Linked DNA regions of Mus musculus: region 2 is linked to region 1. The links are chromatin contacts, called in public promoter capture Hi-C maps. All regions are on one chromosome and are shown on one strand. The core of a region is the stretch at or near the end of the contact, and the rest is flanking DNA. Distances in the headings are between cores, read along the strand shown. Region 1 holds the start of Zfp446 (zinc finger protein 446). Region 2 holds the start of Kmt2b (lysine (K)-specific methyltransferase 2B).

Evidence for each region. Promoter capture Hi-C pulls out the DNA fragments that hold promoters and counts their contacts.
Region 2: a contact with region 1 is called in a promoter capture Hi-C map of second pharyngeal arch cranial neural crest. The contact joins the promoter of Kmt2b here to the promoter of Zfp446 in region 1. A contact is called at or near these places in 3 of 39 promoter capture datasets (cranial neural crest, pre-B cells and second pharyngeal arch cranial neural crest).

Annotation. Positions count from the first base shown.
Region 1 is chr7:12,976,527-12,979,448 of GRCm38.p6, forward strand. Zfp446 (zinc finger protein 446) reads left to right here and starts at 1,322. Exons shown (of 6, transcript NM_175558.4): 1 at 1,322-1,586; 2 at 2,472-2,852. The coding sequence starts at 1,326.
Region 2 is chr7:30,586,800-30,590,031 of GRCm38.p6, forward strand. Kmt2b (lysine (K)-specific methyltransferase 2B) reads right to left here and starts at 1,927. Exons shown (of 37, transcript NM_029274.2): 1 at 1,556-1,927; 2 at 456-528; 3 at 1-230. The coding sequence starts at 1,918. It overlaps Zbtb32 (zinc finger and BTB domain containing 32), which reads right to left. Exons shown (of 6, transcript NM_021397.2): 6 at 2,882-3,232. The coding sequence ends at 3,131. Gm32082 (a long non-coding RNA gene) reads left to right here and starts at 1,980. Exons shown (of 3, transcript XR_003946734.1): 1 at 1,980-2,520; 2 at 2,720-2,806. Mir3569 (microRNA 3569) reads left to right here and starts at 2,581; the gene lies at 2,581-2,638.

The sequences.
Region 1 (2,922 bases), core at 72-2,571:
CAGGCCCTCTACTTTAAGACAGCTGAGAGGCTAACCTGGGGGAACTTAGATCCTGCCTCAAAAGATAAAATGTTTCATGGTTACATTGGCCAACCTAATATAACCATTATAATTAAGGACTGAGTTGGGGCTAGCTCAATGATAGTTTACCTATTAAATATGTGGTCTTAGATTTAATGGCCTGAACAAGGGAGAAATAAAGATGGTAATGGTCATGTCAAGCCCAGGGGTAAGATGTATACCATCACAAGACTCAACCAGGTCTATCCTGTGGCACATAGAAGGCTTAGAAACCAGCCTAGCAGGGAGGTGAGCACTAGAACAAAGGTGTTTCCAAGAGAGCTTTCTGGGAACCCCCTTAGGCCCCCTTAGCGCTTCTCCTCAATAGGTAGGTGGTGAGAGTTGTGTCCAGAGAATCTGTAAAAGACAAATTCTACCGACAGAACTGCTCAGGAGTTTTGGATGTAGAGAACCGCTGCTCTCTACAGTAGCTGCCAAGGAGAAGGTTCCTGGGTAGCAGAAGAAACCCAAGTAGGCAGATCGAGTTCAGGATTGAATGGTTTATATCACAGTCCAGCCACTTGATATGTGGAAATAAAACTAAGCCCATCTGCAATTAAGCTAAAAAGCCTCTAACTGTCGGATATGGGGGCCCATGCCTTTAATCTCAGCGAATGGGAGAAAGACTGGCAGAACTATTGAGTGAGCTCCAGGCTAGCTAGTAGGGTCTACAGAGTGAGTTCCAGGACAGCCAAGGACTTTTATTCTTTAAAGGCCCCATTCCCCCACAAACAAACAAAATGCCATCAACTGCCCATTGGGAGAAAAAAAATAAATATAAGTCATCTTGTCTAACTACATCCTCCTAAGTAAGGGTTGAGTATACCTCGTAATTTTAATCAGAAACCTCCGTCCTTATTTTCAGTAATGTTATCTGAAGACTATTAGTGAGGGTTGGTAATTACATGGTTACCTCCTCTGAGCACTTGTTCACCTGTAGGCCTACTGTCTCCACAATATCCAGGGAGCTTAACGGAGATCCGATGGAGGCCATACTGAGTTTTTCTCGCCCACCACCGCCTTTCACCTGGATTCCCAACGGGATTGTCTAGAACAGTCTGGACTCAAGAGGCCAAGGAGCCTCCACCTAGGCCTTCTCCGAGGCAGGGGGACCCTTACAGCTTAACTCAGAGAACAGCAAGAGGCCCTAAGTTGTGCGCTAGCTGTTACCTAGGAGACACAAGGAGCGAGAGTCCTTCCGGGAGCGCTAGCTCTGATTGGTCAGGATGCCTCTCTGGCCAATAGAAACCAGGTCCGTTGCGCACATGCGTAAGGAGGCTAACCCACAGTCGGCTCCGTCCTACGTGAGTCCTACGGCTGCGGTTGCAAGAGAAGAACGGCTGCCAAGTCAGGAGTGGGAACCCCCCCCGGAACTCTGCAGCAACGCGACCCCAAGGAGAGGAGCGAAGAGTCTCGCGCGTGAGAGGCCTTGGAAGCGTGCTGTCGTTCTTGCTGAGGCTCACGGGAGACGTAGTCCGAGCGAAGGGGGCCGATCCGGCGGAGCAGATGCAGGATTGGCCGGGCTGGTAGGGCAACGCGCGAGGCGGGGCGTTCTCTGAGTGGCAGTGGGACGTGCTCGGTGTCACTTCCTGGAAGTGCCCCAACCTCCTGGGGCTCTCCCACGCGTCAGAGGTGAGCTCACTCCTAGCTGGGCGGGCGCAGCTTCATAATCCGGCTCCTCGGATCACCGAGAGCACCTCCCAGCCGTCGGACCCACCCCTTTCCTGTGTCAGAGCCTGACACCCCAACTCTTGAGTTTCTCCAGAGCAGGACGGATGTCCCAAGAGAGCCGATTTAAAACCAGAATCTTAAGAGCTGGGACACAGGTTCCAGTTTACAACTCCACACAAAACGGGGCTGTTTGATTTTGGCTTTTGTTTCAGGGTTTCACATGCGTAGTAAGCTGAGGCAGTATGAGGCATCCACAATTCAGCTGCGATCAGCGAGCTGTGCCTCCCAACCCATAATAAGCTCCTGAGAATGCACCCAGGCTTTCAGCTCTGCCCCAGGTCTTGTACCTGTGTCTCAGAGCCAACTCTTCAGCTAGCACAGTGGTCTGCCTCCTGTCTGAAGCCTCAGGGCTCCAGGTCACCCAGGATGATGGTCCCACCCCCCTTCCCTCCGTGTCCTGCTTGACCCTTTGTCTACTGGATGAGCCACTTTCATCTCCCAGGAGCCCTGTGTTGTACCCAAATGTTTGAGCCCGTCATTTGCAGTTTTCTAGAAGGTCCCTGGACATTCCACCCAGTCATTTATCTTCAAAACAAAATACAGCTGCTCAACTGCTGTGGGGCTGCACCTCCCATGACCTTCTTTGAAGTTCTCCTGGCCTCAGGGTTCTCTTTTCCGGCTTCTAGGAGGGGTCTGGTGTGTGTCTTCTGACCTTAGATGACATTCTTCCTTTTCTGTAGGTCCCTCTGTCACCTCCAAAAAGACCCTTCAAAACAAGAATGCCATCTCCTCGGGGTACCCCACACCTATCCCTCAGAGACTCCAGGACCACCCTTGAGGAGCCTGAGGCTGCACGACTCCGTTTCCGGGGTTTCTGCTATGAGGAGGTTGAGGGACCCCGAGAGGCACTGGCCCAGCTTCGAGAGTTGTGTCACCAGTGGCTACAGCCTGAGTCATCCTCCAAAGAACACATAATAGAGTTGCTGATTTTGGAACAGTTCCTGGGTGTGTTGCCCCCTGAGATCCAGGCCTGGGTTCGAGGGCAGCGACCAGGAAGCCCCGAGGAGGCCGCAGTTCTTGTTGAGGGGCTGCAGCATGATCCTGGGCAGCTGCTGGGCTGGGTGAGTGAAATGACATTAGCTTCTTAGAAGGACAGATCGAAGGGAGAGCCCCTGTGACATGATTCTCTTC
Region 2 (3,232 bases), core at 677-3,176, about 18 Mb after region 1:
TCCCCGAGACCGTCGGGGAGTAGAGGGTTCACGTGCCCGTGCCCGGCTCCGGGGGGGTTGGGGTGCTTGGGACCGCCGGAGAAGTTCAGTCAGTGCCTGCACCATCCGTTCTGTGCCCTCCTCACCCCGTTTCCGAGTAGGGGCCTTTGGGGGGACAGGAGTCACATCTGCTAGGCGAGGAGGAAGGGGGGTCGTCTTATGCTTGCGGCCCCGACCCCGAGGGGCTCGACCTAAAAGGAGAACAGTTGTGGGGAGATGGGTCAAACTGGCCCTTCAGTCTTAAGAAAAGCACCCCAGAAAGACAGGATACTAAGTCTTACTTGTCTGTTTTTCCCCACAGCCCAGGCTACCTTGGACTGAACACAGGACACTCAGTAACTGGTAGAGACTAGCTGAACACAAAGGGCAAGAACCTTCCCGCAACACTAGAGAGGTAGAGTTTCCCCATCACTCACCTCGCTGGGACCGAAGCGCAGAGCGCAGGGAACTGGGGGCCACATCTTCATCTGAATGAAAACCCTGAAACTCCTGATTTAGGGGACCAAGGGTGAAGGGGAGAAACAGCAGTCAGTACCAAAGCCCTGGTTCCATCTGGGCTTCAGGTGTTGCAGATATGATAGTTATCGTCCACCTTAACATACTCCTCCTCATTTACCAAAGAACTTAAAAGACTGAGGCAAGGTCAGAAGGAATAAAGGTACAAGGCGTTCTTGAACCAGACCATTCCAGCACAGCCATCAGTAATTCACTAGCCCAGAAGAAAACACTAGAGGGTCTCCTCGAGTTAAGCAATAGGCATTACAATGAGGGCTAATTCCAACTTAAAACAAAGTAGGTCCTCCATTTACACCCTTGCAGGGCATTCTTAAAAATGGGGAGTGTTTGGGGGAGATGAGAGGTGGAGCAGATGGTTTATCATATTAGAATCCACTCTGAGCCCTCAGAGGACAGCTAGCTCTCCTAAGCAATAGAATCCACACCCTCCTGCCTTCTCCAAAAGGCTGAGAGGGATAAACCATGACTGCACTCACTCCAGATTCAAGACTCAGCATTCATTCTATCCCTCTTCAACCCGCGCCTAAGAAGCCTCCACCACTCTACCTTAGAACCAGAGAGCAACTGGGGCCCTGGTGGAACCAGGGCAGGGATATGTCGCGGATTTTAAGGGCCAAGGAGGCAGCCTGCAAGTAAGAGCCCAGGAGGCTCTCTAGCCTTGGTCAATTAAGGCCACGCTGCTGCTGTCAACCACCGCTGGTCCGGCATGCAATCCCTATGGCCTCTTCACCCACTCCTGTCCTGCTCTGCCATTGCTACCGCGAAAGATCAGCTCAGGACACCAATTGGGCTCCAGGCGTCTAGCTGCAGTCAGGGTTTCTCTGATCACTTTCAAAGGCCCTAGCTACCCAAACGCTCCACGCAGCCTGCTTCCTTCGTGCTTCTTTCCAGGAGCCCCGAGAATCCCACTTGTCCACAACACCCTTCGGAGCTATCCGGAGCCCTGCAAGCCCCTGGCCTCCGCCCTACCCGGCGCTAGAGACACCTCCGACCGCCTCACCTCCTCCTCGGATTCCCCGTCACTGCTCTCTTCCTCCGGCATGCAGCCTCGGTTCGGGCCCCAGCCCCGTCCCCGGCCGCGGCCTCGGCCTCGCTGAACTCGCGCACCAGCCCACAGGCGGCGGAGCCGGCGCAGGCCCCGGCGAAGACCCAGCAAACGGAGCAGGGCCGTGTCCTCCCCGGGCTCGGCTCCTCCCGGCCCCGCCGCGCCGCCACCGCGCCGCAGGGCTACCCGCACTCTTTCGGCTCCGTTGCCTCGGCCGCCGCGGCCCCCGCCCCCGCCGGAACCCCGCGGCCGGCCCGGGAAGCGGCCCCGTGCGGAGCCAGGCCCGGGGCAACTGCCGCCGCCCGCCGCCGCCGCCATCTTGGCACCGTGAGAGGGGCCGGGGAGGCGGGGGGAGGGGCAGCCCGTGCGCAGGGCCGGGGGGGAGGGGAGAGGAGGGGAGGAGGGGCAAAGCGGGGCGGCTGCGGCTCACGACAACAACCAGCGCCGCTGTGGGGCGGGCAGGAGCCGGGGGCTGGGCTGGCCACGCGCGGGGCACCACGGGAGCAGGAGTCCTGGGCCGGTCGGCCGTCACCCTCCAGCCGCACCTGAAGAGCGGACCCCGCGTCGCGGCCTGAGAGCGGGAGGCGCAAGGTCTTCTGGGGAATGTAGTCCAGTCGCCTTGCTCCTTCCGCCGACAGCTGGGGCGCGAGAACTGGGAATACCGGGTTGGCGACAGAGACCAGGAGAACCAGTTCCTGGTCTCCAGGAGGTGTGGTTCCCGGCTCAGACTCCTCCCATTGTTCTAGTCGGAACTAGCGACCTGCATGGACTACCATTCCCAGGGTCCTTCCCAGGGTACCGTTGGCTTCGGACCCTGGGAACCCGACGGACACACAGTAGACGAAGTTAGCTATTGCGCTAGGCGTTGGCTGAGGGGAGGGCGGCGGCGCTGGATTAGTCTCACTTCCAGGCGCAACCCGGTAGCCGCATTGCCCGGCGCGGAGGGGAGATGCTGGAGAGGCTAGTCTTCCGTCCCTTACTCGGAGGAGAGCAGACCGGTGGTCGAAATCCGGACCTCAGTCTGCGCTCCTCTCCAGCCCTAGACTACGCGCGCGGTAGATTGCTGTGGGAGGAACCAGAGTCTTGGGGCGCCTCAAAGCCACCTTTCCTCTCCCGCAGGGTCTGGAGCGCCTTTGCCGCGTGCTGCCCTCGGGAATTATACGAAGCCCCCCGGAAGGAGAAGTGTGACCCTCTGTTTATTGAATGGTGAATGGCCAGCAGGGGCCGCTACAGGGCAAGGGTGGAAACCCCCTAGCACAGAGGAAAAGTCTGGACTCGTCCTGACTGGAGCACAGGAAACTTTATTATAGTGATGAAATTGACAGTCCCCAGTTAATCTTCACCGAGTTAATTGTCCTTTAACTCGGGCTCGCCAGGCCGAGGCTTCTGCAACTCGCTTGTCCCGGAAGGGTTCGTAGCTCCTGTCTCGCAGTTCTTCTGTGGTTAAATTTGCCAGGCCGCCCTAGCTGAGCCCTTCTGCCTTTCATTCTTTGGACTCTTTGTCAAGCCAGAGAAGCTACCAACACCCGGTCAGGTGGCAGCAGAGGAGGTAGGACTACCGGGAGAGCTGGAGGCCCGGGTCGGCCTCGAGGAAGAGTAGAGGAAGGTGGAGCGTATGGTCCATCCAGGCGG